Linked DNA regions of Bombyx mori: all the other regions are linked to region 1. A link is a contact called in public Hi-C data. All regions are on one chromosome and are shown on one strand. Each heading gives the region's core, a stretch centred on a gene start, on an enhancer-like site or on the middle of the called end of the contact. The rest is flanking DNA. Distances are from core to core; before and after follow the strand shown.

Region 1 (4,640 bases), core at 1,336-3,835:
ATACATGGATTCGTTTTTGTATTACTTTTTCTCTTTTGTTTTAGGGATGTTTATCTGAAAATTGGGCAACTCATTGTCTCAGGCCAATATTGAAAGACGAAAACGCATATTATATATGCTTTGTAGATAGCCTTAAAAGATAATAACCTAATCTACTTCACACAATGTTGAATGTCTATTTAAATAAACTTTATTGTACCGAAATCGTCTTTATAATCTTGAAAAACCAGTCCCCTGGCGTGTCAGGAAGGCAGTACTGTCACTTTAGAGTAAATTAATAAAGACAGTAACTATTGGAATCAATTAAATTGTTTTTTAAGCTATTGCCTAGATATTACGCGGGCTTTGAGCGCGGCGACGGAATCAAGAAATTCCGTAACGCAAAAAAATTTCCGGACCCCCCACTACGCCTTCTACGTTTTTTTTTTTATAACAACGAGAGGCAAACGAGCAAGACGGGTCGCCTGATGGTAAGTGATTCACCGCCGCCCACGGTCACCAGCGTTTACGCCAGTGCGTTGCCTACCCTTCAGGTAAGAATATGCTCTTTTCTTGAATAACCCAATGTCGCAGTTGTTGGGGAAGACCGCTGATGGCAACGAATTCCAGAGATTTACTGTGCGTGGCAGAAAACTGTTTTTAAAACGCATTGTAGTGGAACGCCAACCATCCAGATGGTGCGGATGATAGTTCCGGCGAGACGATCGGTTGCGAAAATCAGCGGCTTCTATTAAATTGAACAGCTCCTCGGAACATTCCCCATTGTAAATTCTGTAAAGTATGCTTAGGGAAGATAGATCCCTACGCAGTGCCAAAGGATCTAGCCGATCGGCAAGTTCAGGATCGTCGACAATCCGAGATGCCCTACATTGGATTCGGTCAAATGGACCGAATCCAACGTAGGGCATCTCGTTGTGTTTGTACGTAATGTACACGTTGCGCTTGTGTAGTGTTTGTGAATAAACGCGTGGCGTGACGTCACACTGCATGCGCATCATGAAAAGTCTGCCTATCTCTCTCTCGCGCGGTCTAGCTTATGAGTGTGAAGGGGACAGTGAATTTTTTGCTTTTATTAATGTTTAATATAGCGTGGTCTTGTTTTATTATTGTTTTAATATTAAATTATAATTGTCTAATTTTAATTGCATAAGTTGATAAAAAATGCTATACAATAGCTTTACCGCGGCAGTTCCCGAGTGCCACACGTTTTTTTTTTTTTTTGAAACAGTATTGTTTCGCTGTTAATGGACGCCTGTTCATTTTTAATAAACATTATGTTATAAAACTAAATGAGTCTAATTAAGTTTGTTTCCGCTTTTTGTGAACAGTCCCCTTGTCTATGTTTTACATTACGCACCCGGTAGTTTTAAAGCTTAAGCAACAGCATTTCTGGGTGTAAAACGCAAAGCAAACAATCTGAATAATCTGAAGTTTGTAAGATTACTGCATTAATTGTGTGAACGCTTTGTGCTTCACGAGCGTCCTTCTTTGGAACTTCGGTCACTTTGTACCCCTGACGGCAGTTTACTACTTACTGGTAAGGATTATTTTTTATTTTAATGTTACCCTAAAAGATTGAAATCGCTATAACAGTTAAATATTTTCTATGTACAGTAAAATAATATGGATCCATTACATTTTGTGCTACCTTTCAATTAAATCGAAATTAAAAGTACCCTAGTAATAGTCCCGTGTAGCTCAACCGGACAGGAGACCGTATTTATATCACGTTTGTTATTGTTTTAGGTACACGTGTGATTTGAGCATGACGCGAAAGATGAAACTTCTTTCTAAGACATATATTTTCAGCGAAAAATGAAGCTCAACGTAAGATAAATTATTTTATTAAAAACGATCCGCAAGGGAAGAGCTTTGAGAACAAAAATACCTGAAATATCTTAAGATGCGTTGAGATGTCCTGCAATTAATTTAGGCATTGTATTAGATGAGGTCATTAAAGAAACTAGTGATCCCCCGGTAGTGGAAATTCGACTTTATTTAATTGAAGTTATAAGTTTGTACACTATTATGATTCTATTGTCAAATTATATAATCTCAGATTTCGCCAACACTACACTTTAGGCAAATATTAATAAAGACAAACAATATTTAATCTATTCTCAATTTGACCACAGACTTTATGTAATAAGAAAAGTTTGACAATAAACAAATAGTATGTATGCGCATGTATGTGTCAAATACATGATCACATCACATTTTTTTTATATTGATTTATTCTATTTTTTATGCATAATTTAAAAAAATATTAACATCGTGTGGGAAATTTCTTACTGCTCCGTCCGCCCAATTTTCGTAAAAAGGGGTACAAAGTTTTTGCTTCACGTATTAATATATAGATGAGCGTTAAAATCGAACGAGAAGTAACCAGTGTGAAAAAATTTCTTGGTACCATCAATGTGCATCAAGTCACTGAAAAATTTTATAATCCTTTGTGAATAAAATCAAATTCTTTTAACCCTTAGAGCGCGAACTGTCGATAGAGCGACTCTCTATTAAGGCGTTTAAAGCTAAGCGTCCACAGGTCGGTATCGTACGCATCGGAAGCATCGCATTTAACGGATCGTAGTATTCTTTGTATAGAAGCCGATGACGTCATACGGAATGCCGACCAGTGGACGCACCCCTCGCGCTCGCGCCGCGTCATCCGCCATTTGTGGATGGATGTCATCAAGAAAATTGAATTTAGCTTGAGACATCCGAAAATATTGGAAAAACTTGATGTCATCATTTAACAGATCAGGAAATAGTGCGTGGTATTCTTCATGTTCCGATCTCTTCTTGAATATATCGTGTATCCAGATATTGTTTTCTTTTTTTAGATGTTCCTGCATTTTCTTCTTCTTTAGCCAACAAACAAGCAATAACGACAAATAATTGTTCGCTTTCCTCCATTCTCACAAACACAGCTACGATCACTAAGAAAATCCGAATGAAACTGGCATCGGCAATCCGACTGCTGGTGCTTGCGTCAGCAATCGGATCGCTGCCGATACAGTGGACGCAGTATGAAAAAATAATGCGGTTGATGCGATGCGTCCGATGCGTACGATACCGATCTGTGGACGCTTAGCTTAAAGTGCGGAGCATCGGAATACCGACTATTGCGTAATTCGATTGTTGATATCCACCTGCAAGGACGTGTCTTAGTCCGCGCATGTATAACGTTTTTAATAAGTTAATAACATTTATAAATAATAATTTAAAATAATTTTGCTGTAAATTTGGCATTGATTTATAAGATAAAGATTTAATTTAAACTTTAAGAAGTGAATCTTAAGAGAAATTTTTCGCTTCATGAAAATAGTGAGAGTAACGATGAAAATGGCGATTGTAAGGATGAAATTAGAATGTTTAAAAATCTAATAAATGCGTATTCGTAACGTAAGTAGTGAATCTTCCGAATATGAGTCCACCGTTTTGGACATTGAGGTATTGACAACCTACCATCTGAACTGTGGAAATACGGCGGAGAAACCTTGCAGTCCAGATTGTACAATCTTATTAAAATGATATGGGAATCTGAACAACAACCTGTCCAGTGGTATTCGGGGGTCATCTGCCCCATACACAAAAAAGGCAGCCGGAAGAAATGCAGTAACTACAGAGGAATTGCTTTACTACCTACAGCGTACAAAATACTGTCATACGTTTTACTAAGCAGGTTAGAGCCGTATTCAGAAAAAATCATTGGGGATTATCAGTGCGGCTTCAGACGTAATCGTAGTACAGTCGACCAAATCTTTACTCTGAAACAGTTAATGGAGAAAAGATGGGAGTATGCACAAAGTATTCATTCGCTCTTTGTTGATTTTGCTAAGGCCTACGACAGCATAGATAGACCGACTCTATATAGAATCCTCAAGCGCTTTAAAATCCCACAGAAACTTGTGAGAATGGTGGAGGTTGCTACTAGGGAAAGTAGAATGACGGTACGAGTTGGCGCTTCTCTCACTGATGAGTTTGACGTTGTGACTGGACTCAGGCAGGGGGACGCTCTGTCACCAATGCTGTTCAACCTGGCACTTGAACACGCCATACGGAAAGTGAACACACTAAGTGGCGGAGTGTGGCTCAACGGACAGCATAGGGTGATAGGATATACCGATGACCTCGCTCTACTTGGAGAAAGAAAGCAGCACGTTATAGACGCACTCAACTGCCTTCAACAAGAAGCCTCTCGGATTGGCCTTCGCGTGAGCCACGAGAAGACAGAATATCTTCACATGCGTCGATATAAAAACATAAGACGGAAGCGAGAAGACCTAGTGGTGGGAAATACGAGGTTCAAAGGAGTGGCTAAATTCCGGTACCTTGGCTGCACTGTAACAGACACCAATGACAGGGAAGATGAAATCGAAATTCGTATACAAAATACCCTACGATGCAGTGCAGCCCTACACCCGGTTCTCTCTTCGAAGCTACTAAGCAGGCGCACCAAGATTCGGATATACAAGACTCTAGTCAGACCGATCCTATTGTATGGATGCGAAGCATGGACGCTCACACAGAAAGAAGAGGCAAAACTTCTCGTGACGGAGCGAAAGGTATTGAGAAAAATACTAGGACCAGTTCGGAAAGAAGACGGTTCTTGGCACGTCCGGAAAAATAAGGATGTGGAG
Region 2 (4,449 bases), core at 245-2,744, 36 kb after region 1:
CACCTTTCAGATCTTTGAATGACGAATAAATAAAAACCTACCTTCATCAGAAGAGTCTGCACGGCAAAGCTGTGGGTTGCCCAGTCTCCTGGCACATGCTTCAAATAACATTAGATACCCCGTGATACGGTTTGAAACAAATAAATATCACCTTTTAAACTAAATTTTATAATATAACAATTCCATTTCGACTTTATTTACCATTAAAATTCTCATGTAAGTTAATAAGTTTTATATTTTATTACCTACGAAATATTGTATAACCAACAGAATTGAACACTAGTTGTTTACTGATTGACGTGACTGCCCAAACGGTCGCAAGGTTATGTTTATGTATAAATAACGGTTAGTTTGATTAAATAGGACGTATCTGTCACTTTATAAAAACATATTTATAATATTTTCTGGCTAAATGCTACATTTGTAACTAAATGAATTTATTTTTAATTGTTTGAAGTATCAGATTTGTATTGTTCCTAATTTCTCGGTAGAGTTATTAAAGTTTTATAAAACCATTATTGGAAGATCTAAGCCTATCGAACGAAAAAACTTTATTCACAGTGATTTACTAAGAGCCTTAATAACTAAAAAGCAACTATAGCAACAATATTATAATTTCGTAAAACAATTCATTCGGTTCTTGAAATAGGATCGCTTTCCCGATTTTGTACTGTCCCACGTACCAACAACTAGTCCATTTGGTTCACATTATTTAAAACGCGGGAGGATCCCTTGATTTCCGCAGGCTGGTTCATAGCATAGTGCTCACACAGCTAACATCTCCCGCCACCCCGCATTTATTTCACACACTACGTCCGCCAGCTCTATCCACACAGCTCACATAAACAAAAAAACGTTTTTTATACATTCAGATTGTCCAAATAGGACCCAACTCTTCGTCTTCTTATAAGCGGTCAAATATCGTGTATTATTTTCTAAAATGTTGCAACCTATAGTTGTCAATCAAAAATCATTCGTAATGAAAAGATGTCAAAAGCGTTGAAATACCGTCAATTATCAGCGTCGACAGCTAACCAACCTCGACCATGATTTCATTTATTCGAAAGCTTACCTATTATAAGGAGTCCCTGACTACTGTGGCGGTCTTAAATAATATATTGGCTCTTGAAATTAAACAAGCTCTGCTTATATGGTGTCGTCCTAAATAAAACATATCACCCCATCTTTTCCGTGGGTGTCGTAAAAGGCGCCAAAAGGATTTACCGAATTTTTTCCTATCTATGCTGATAGCCTTAAAAGGCTATATCAGTTTTACCCTAGCGTGTAGGTAAGCTCTCGGGGCTCAAAACAAGAGGTATTGCTAACAGTGGCCCTTGCAAGAGCAGTGCTTTGCAGAATCTACCACCGAATCGGAAACGCGACCCACTGAGAAGTTCCGGCGAGAAACTCAGTGGGCTGTATCTATGGGTTACTTGCCGAACCCTTCGTCGCGAGCGACGGTTCGGCGAGAACAGTGACCGGTGCTTCAGGTACCTAAAAGCACCATTAGTGGGGGAGGATCCGAAATGACGTGTTTAGGGCTAACGAATGGCAACTTACTCAGATATACAAGGAGACTGTGACGGTGGTAGGAACGTATTGTAAGCAATAACCCCCGTATGTACCACCATCCTGTCTGTTTAACTGCGTAACAGTCATACGTTACATTTTAAAGAGTAGTACAGTCGTTACACAATACAACTGGGACTTCGACCTGTGTCAAGGTGGTCGTTGGCGGTATTCGTGTTATGAACTCCTGTATGTAGTCAGTGTAGACTGTTTTTACCAAGTGGGCCGTGAATTCGGTCTCACCCATCTACGCAATAAAAATGAATCTATTTTAGCCATTGATAAATTTAAAAGTAAAGAAATTTCATAAACTTGTCCAGTGGTAAATATGATTACCAAAAGATGATTACGAAAAGTTTCGTTTGAAAAGCTTATATTTTGTCAATTTAATCAATTAAATGAAAGCTGTTTCACAACTCATAAGATGAAAAGTGGCCGAACTTTCTGCTAGTGCAACATAACTGAACACCGTAATGTGCTATGCGGACCAAACATTACTTGTATTAGTCTAGAAATTATAAAACATGCGCGACGAATGCTTGATTTTTGAATAGCCTGAATGTTAAAGAGTTGTCATTGAAAAATCTGTGTTGTACTTAAGATTACTCTTAGTTCCTATAAAATATTTCAAGTAATTATTTTTTATATATTAAAAAATCTATTAGTCGTGCGAATTTCTTGCATTGCAATTTTATGCAAGGATGCTCTTGATGTATTTACATAGACAAAAACATCTCTTGTTATGTCAAAGGATAGCGGTTATAGTTTATAGCCGCCGCCTACCATGATGATGTGCAGTAGAGGTTCTTCAAGGCTCGATATTTAAGAGATAACATTTTAACTTGCACTTGGTCCACAACACTTTCACAATAAAAAAACACAATGACTTCTCTAAATTCACTGTCACTTAATAAATCCTGCACTGCAATCCAAGTCATACACTGCAATCCAGCTGCAAACAGTAGTGATCGTAGACACACATCATTATCACGGTGGCGGCGGCAAGATGTACACAGGGTGCACAAAAACATGCTTATTAGACGGAAAAAGCAGTGAATGTTACAATGTTTGGTTTAGTTAACTGTAACACAAACTATTAATGGAGATGAAAAACATTGTGGTGCATTAAATATTATGTAAGCGAATTATCAGCAAAGCAGCTAACATTTTCTTATGAAAAGAATATTGAGATAAATTTTGAAATTTTATTTTTAACAAGGCCATAAATCATTCTCATTTCTTTTCACGAGGCTATGCATGAGCTGTTTTCTGGGTAATCTAAACATCAAGTATAGACAACAAACAAACGAAGTTTACATAATGTATTTAATTTACTTACGTAATATGGTAACGTGATACAGAAGCTGGAACAGGGATGGAATTCACGGAGGACGAAGAGCCTGAATAACCGGAACCGGCTGGCGAGGAACCAGCCGAAGGCGCACCCGCAGACGACGGGATTGCAGCAGGTTCGTAGTACTCCGTGGTAAGTGTGCGTTCGTCAAGCACATGCTCAATATTGTGAGCTTTTGATGCAGACTTGATATCCATGAACGCAACAGTGGCACAAACTCCACTGTTTCCACTGACGCTTGCGCCTGTGGGTACGCTTTCTGTTCGACCCAACAATTTGACATTCTGGACTCGGCCATAACTGTAAAAAATAATTTACCATCTAATAATAACAATAGGGGGAGGAGTACACAATAGCATGTATATTCATGCACGCCACAAATATCAAACATCAACATGCAAAGGCGCGTAACTATTTTAAACGTACATACAAGGATAAGAATCAAAATAGAGTTACAACACATAATATGCACTCAAGGCAACATTTTTCTTAAACATCAAGCAAAGCAAGAGGGAACGATTTTCTGAGCAATCGAACAAATTTATGATTTTATTTGATCTTAACAATAACTTCAATCACTACACTTTATTGTTAGGATAAAGTATGTTTTACTTTTTTTACTCCTTAACCGGCATTTTAGCTACGTATATTACGAATATTACTAACATTAGGGCAATCAAATAGCCCACCTCAGATATAAGATATCAGTATTTCAAAAATGAAAACTAATTTCGCATTAAATTCGGCAATTGGATATGTTGTCTTAACTATTCGAAACCATGTGTGACGAGTCTTAATTAAATACAGATTTCAAAATTTAGTTTTCTATGACTAGTAGCTAAAAGCCAGTAAAATCAGCAGATGATATTTTTTATTTGATCGTGTTCAGTTTTGAACAGAAAAACAATTCCAATCAGCTCAGATGTGCCTAGAAATGGATATGTAGTTTAACTAGGATGACATATAATTAATTATGCATAAAATATGAAAGTGCATAAGATAACTTGAAAGTGGCACTTCAATCTAGAGTCGCCAACCATACTGTTAGTAACCATTGCCAACCATACTATTATTATATTGTAAGTTTCATCAAGTTTATAAGTACATTTTTGGTTATTTAAATATTGTTAGAATTTTCACAAAATATATCTAATTTCTGTCTCTCGTCATTTCATCTTTACTTTTACAGAAATAGGGTTTCTATAATGAATGACAGTTAATGACGAAAATAGAGCAACATTGACAATATTAAGAACGAGTTGCTCGTATATTTTTTATTTGATTTTAAATACAGTAAAGCTTACAAAGTTTTCAAAACGGACAAATAAGAACAGAATAGTGGGAAAGCTCTTGTATAAATTTAAAACCCTATCAACATGATGTTTAATATACCTTTCCTATTTGTACATTTGGTTTGTTCAAAAAGTTGGCAACCCTACCTGTGAATGATAAAATGTGAAGCAGGTTTTCTATTTATTTAAAGTCTACTATCAAAGATGACCTAATATTATGTGGTTGCTGTCGAG
Region 3 (4,365 bases), core at 1,789-4,288, 61 kb after region 1:
GTCAACAGGACTACACTTTTTTGTCATTAGGTGCTTTATAAATAGTTCATAGACTAACTGTAAGCATAACATTGAATCTATACTTCTATACTAATATATAAATCTAGAGTGGTTTTTACAGATGTTCGGTTATAACTACTGAACCATGCATCCGATTGACTTGAAACTTGGTTTCCATGTAGAAAATACATGTACTTAATGGATAGGCTAATATTTATATGAGTGTTGGACTCCTACACTAGTTGCGGGGGCGTTAGTGATGAGAATCTTTGTGGGGGTGAGAAATAATAATGTTAATTTTAAATGCCCACCAAAGCAGACGGTTACAGCTAGTATCTTATATATCTATTTTTAGTGGTATATCTTAAAGATCTGTACAATATTACTTGCTTTGTTTTTTTTACTTCATCTCATATTGATAAGAAATATTGAATTTTAACAAGTAAAATAATTTATTGAGCAATGAGGATTTTCCAGTTATGCTCTTATTGTATTTTAAGTAATTCAGACAAATATCTAACCAGGTTTGTAATAATTATTATGAGAATGTCAAGTCTTGGTGCTAATCTACTTGTAAAAACTCTAATATTTTGATCATTAGATTACATTACATGAAACAAAGACGTACTGTGGCCATTTTTTGTGCCAATATACAGACAGACTTAGTCTCTGAAGATTCAAATGGAAAGAAAATTGTAGCTAGCAACAATAAAGTGTTAGAATGTTGAAGTTTAGTTATTTTGAGCCACTTTCAATATTTAATCTGCATAGGAGTACTTCATTCTGTGTCATGTGAAATGATTAGCAATTTTATCAGCAAAGCTGTACATAAGTAACCATTGAGAAGGATCATGTTGCAGATATTATTCATTAAGCTAGTGGTAAATCATAATATATTTCTTTATTATACATAATTTTATCATTTTGATTCATATTTTTTTCTTCTAAAGGTGGTTTTTTATTGACATCACTGCAACTTGTTAAAAGCAAATAAAAAACAAAATGTAGTTAAAAAAAATTAGATTATAGCAGGCTGAACTAAAAATAGAAATTTATATTTGATGCAGCTGATCTTCAGTCAGGGTATTAAGCCAAAATAATAAAATACTTGTTTGGTCATAAGTCCTTGGTCCATGTAATTCAAGTTATTAGATGTCTGAAAGTTGGCAAAAATTATGTTCAAATTTCCCATTACATATATATTTAATAGATTATACAGGTCAAGTTATTAAAAGCTTGTTGAAAAATCAGTACATGGAAAAAAATACAGTACTGAACTGTTAAACTATTCAAGAATGAAGTAATGATTGTATTTCTTTTTAAATTATCCCAAATTGTGTTTTAGTAGATACACATTTGAACAATATTACTATTGTTAAAGCATTATTACTTTGCACGTAATTATAATAAAATCTATAATAAAAAATAATAATATCTTTCAAGGTTACATAAATCAATTCAAGAACTATTATTCATGAATTTGATTATGATTTTCTCTAGATTAGAAAGAAATATGTAGAAACTCCCTAGACTAATAGTAATCAAAAGATATTCCAAATATAAACTATCAGTAAAACTTGTTGGTATATATAACAATTAAATGAATAAAATAAAATAAACATTATTGTTCAAAATCATCTAAAAATTGTTTATTAGCTTCACCGGAAACTTAAGATTATTATTAGTTTTTCAATTAGAGATATTTTTTATGTTTCTTTTTCTGTTTCAAAACAAAATTCCACCTTGTGACATGTCAACATTTTATTTGTTTGCCAACAACAATTAAGAGTGGTCTCTGTCTAGTACTTGGGTGTGCCAGTGGCATTATTGACGTCCACAATGTGCACAGAGGCTATATGTTCCATCAAAAAACAGATAAGCTTATGGCCCACCATCATAGCAGCCACAGTCACTCATGGACATTATCAATGGAGTACATAATTATTTGTTAAATTTTTTTCACATATTTTTAAAAATACCACGATCATATTGTATGTGGTATTGCGTGAATTTTGATATTATATTTTATATAATTATTCACATCTAGATTTAATCATCAAACATACATGTTAGCTACAAATAACAACATGCTTCTTTGGTATCAATGTGTACTTCGTATACTTTAAACTTTGGAGCCCTTAATGATTTACTACATTTGTACATTAGTATATATCAAAACATTTTGTGAACCCATTGTGACAGCCTGGCTTTACTCACGACCGTAACCTCGAATGTTGTTTGTTTACTTTGTTTTCACATTTGTTTTTAGCAGAAACTGATTTCACTGGTAGCTTAAACACGATAAACAAACCGTAACCCAAGCAAGTAGATAGTATGTGATCATTTGCTAATTTACATTAAGTGAAAATTTGACGGTTATGTTATGATTCGTGTAGGTAGTTTAAATGCCCGAATATGAAGCAAAAATCTGAATGCAATTTGACCAATATCAATTAAACTACAAACGTAGAAGCCTATTTGCAATTTGAGTTACTGATACTATAATTTGATAATGAAAATGGCTAAGCTCTCTAATCATAACATTAACAATTTTTCCGTTTGTATGCAGTTCCAGCTCCGCTTCCTGAAAAGTTATTCAAAACAAATCAATTTAGGTACCGTTTGAAGTGCTCCCTTATTCGATCTTCACGAATGTTATCGGGTAAGTTTCCAACCCACAGATGCCGAGTCTCTCTAACCATCTTGCTTCAAGCTCCACATTAGGAATCATTACCCGTCCGCATCGCTACGTGGCAAAAAATAATTTTGCACAAAACTGTGCTGCACACATGTTGACAATTCACACAATTGCAAACTTTCTCATGGTCACATCAATCAAATCACAATGCACTATTTCAAGAAAACAACACTTTTTCACATCACTTGGGTCGTTAATCTCCACACCGTAATTCACTGCACTATTAACACACTACGTAACAGACGCGTGCGTACTCTTGGCAGCTCTCGAATTGACAGAGAACTGAGCCTCGACGCGAGTTTGCCGATAGGCTCCGCCTTCTGACCGCTGCCGCGCAAAGTGGAGTAGTGTTCCTAGCTTTTGAGTAAAATTATTGTAAATTAAGAAAAACATTATTATTTTATAGATTGAAACACTGTTCATTATTGTAATACTTCGTAAATGAATATAGCAGTCATTATTATTTACAACCTCTATATAAATTTTGGTGGACATTTCTTACGAGCTCCTAACATTAATACGTTGAAAATAGTTATGAAAAAGACGAAAGTACGCGTATACTAGGTAACTTGTTTTAAAGAAGTTTATTTGACCAAAGAAGCATTCAAAAAATTTAAACATAATTTCCCAGATCTAGCAATCTCGGGTCCGCTGGCCAGCGCTCCGGCAAAAACACTATCTCTTTCTCGCATTTCTCGCTCCAACTAATGAGAAAGACACTGCAGTGTTGCAGGCCTAAGTAAAATTATGGACTTATTTTATTATTTAGAAACGGGTTTTATGAAGGCTATAGCTATATAATTAGAAATAAGTATTATGTACATATTTCAAAATAATTAATTATAACACAATATTTTCATACTTCCAGATAATTTTCTAAAAAGCGAAAATTAAATTTTATCTTGACGTATACCACTCACATTACCTTTTTTTACTTATCAGTTCCGTTCAAAATATAGGTACCTCAATAGAAAACTTCCAGCAAAGAAAAAAAAGTAATCCAATATATGTTCACGCCAGGTCATGAAGTTAATCGCCTATAGTTTTGATACAAATTGTTATAAGTAATACCTGAGTTTCGCATTATCAAATTGGCACCGATTCCCAGATCCCTTGTGCAAAAGTTCAATTTATATTTTTATTGTGCAGACTGGTAAAAAAGCTCGCGGCTTATCTAGTGCTAGAATGTTACTGACCTCCATAGCCATCGCAACCTGAACGCTGCCACCCTCTTCAGACATTTAGTCTAAGTCTCCATTGTATAGTATAATGGCTGTCTTTATGCGTCAAGCCTGTAAGAATTAAATAAATTGACCATTTCTAGTGTCATTTCTAATACTACAAAATACTGTTTTTTTTAAATCATTAGGATCCCTGGTACATTATTCATAATTTATACTGTCTGGCCATAAATACTGTTGTTACAAAGGAAAACAAAAAAAATTCTATGGCAAATAACATTTATTACTTTTACAGTGTGTTAGTTTAATACATAAATATAAAACAATTTAAAGTATAAAAAGCTTATTCGAAGTGGTCTCCATTGGCTGCAATACAGTCCTTCAAACGTTGAGGCCAGTTATCAATAGAAGCACGCACTCTTTCCATGGGAAATTTTTTTCACTACCAATCGTACGGATTGTTTTAGAGACTCCTAATTATCATGG

What was found. Hi-C and Micro-C count contacts between places; a contact is called where the count stands out from the background.
Region 2: a contact with region 1 is called in a Hi-C map of middle silk gland, with 1.8 times the contacts expected there. The contact joins two enhancer-like sites. A contact is called at or near these places in 5 of 7 Hi-C or Micro-C datasets (middle silk gland, midgut, posterior silk gland and 1 more).
Region 3: a contact with region 1 is called in a Hi-C map of midgut, with 2.2 times the contacts expected there. The contact joins the promoter of LOC101736421 here to the enhancer-like site in region 1. A contact is called at or near these places in 3 of 7 Hi-C or Micro-C datasets (midgut, posterior silk gland and whole pupa).

Annotation. Positions count from the first base shown.
Region 1 is chr3:8,331,461-8,336,100 of ASM3026992v2, forward strand. All of the region lies in intron 2 of LOC101736421 (protein split ends), which reads right to left. Among protein-coding and RNA genes, the nearest start is that of LOC134201372, 17 kb to the right of the region's middle. Within about 2 kb of position 2,586, at least 6 of the 8 cell types and tissues checked have open chromatin away from gene starts, as enhancers often do.
Region 2 is chr3:8,368,422-8,372,870 of ASM3026992v2, forward strand. LOC101736421 (protein split ends) reads right to left here. Exons shown (of 18, transcript XM_038018574.2): 2 at 2,909-3,223. Among protein-coding and RNA genes, the nearest start is that of LOC134201371, 6.5 kb to the right of the region's middle. Within about 2 kb of position 1,495, at least 2 of the 8 cell types and tissues checked have open chromatin away from gene starts, as enhancers often do.
Region 3 is chr3:8,392,024-8,396,388 of ASM3026992v2, forward strand. LOC101736421 (protein split ends) reads right to left here and starts at 3,039. Exons shown (of 18, transcript XM_038018574.2): 1 at 2,620-3,039. The coding sequence starts at 2,702. LOC134201373 (a long non-coding RNA gene) reads right to left here and starts at 1,151. Exons shown (of 2, transcript XR_009976635.1): 1 at 1-1,151.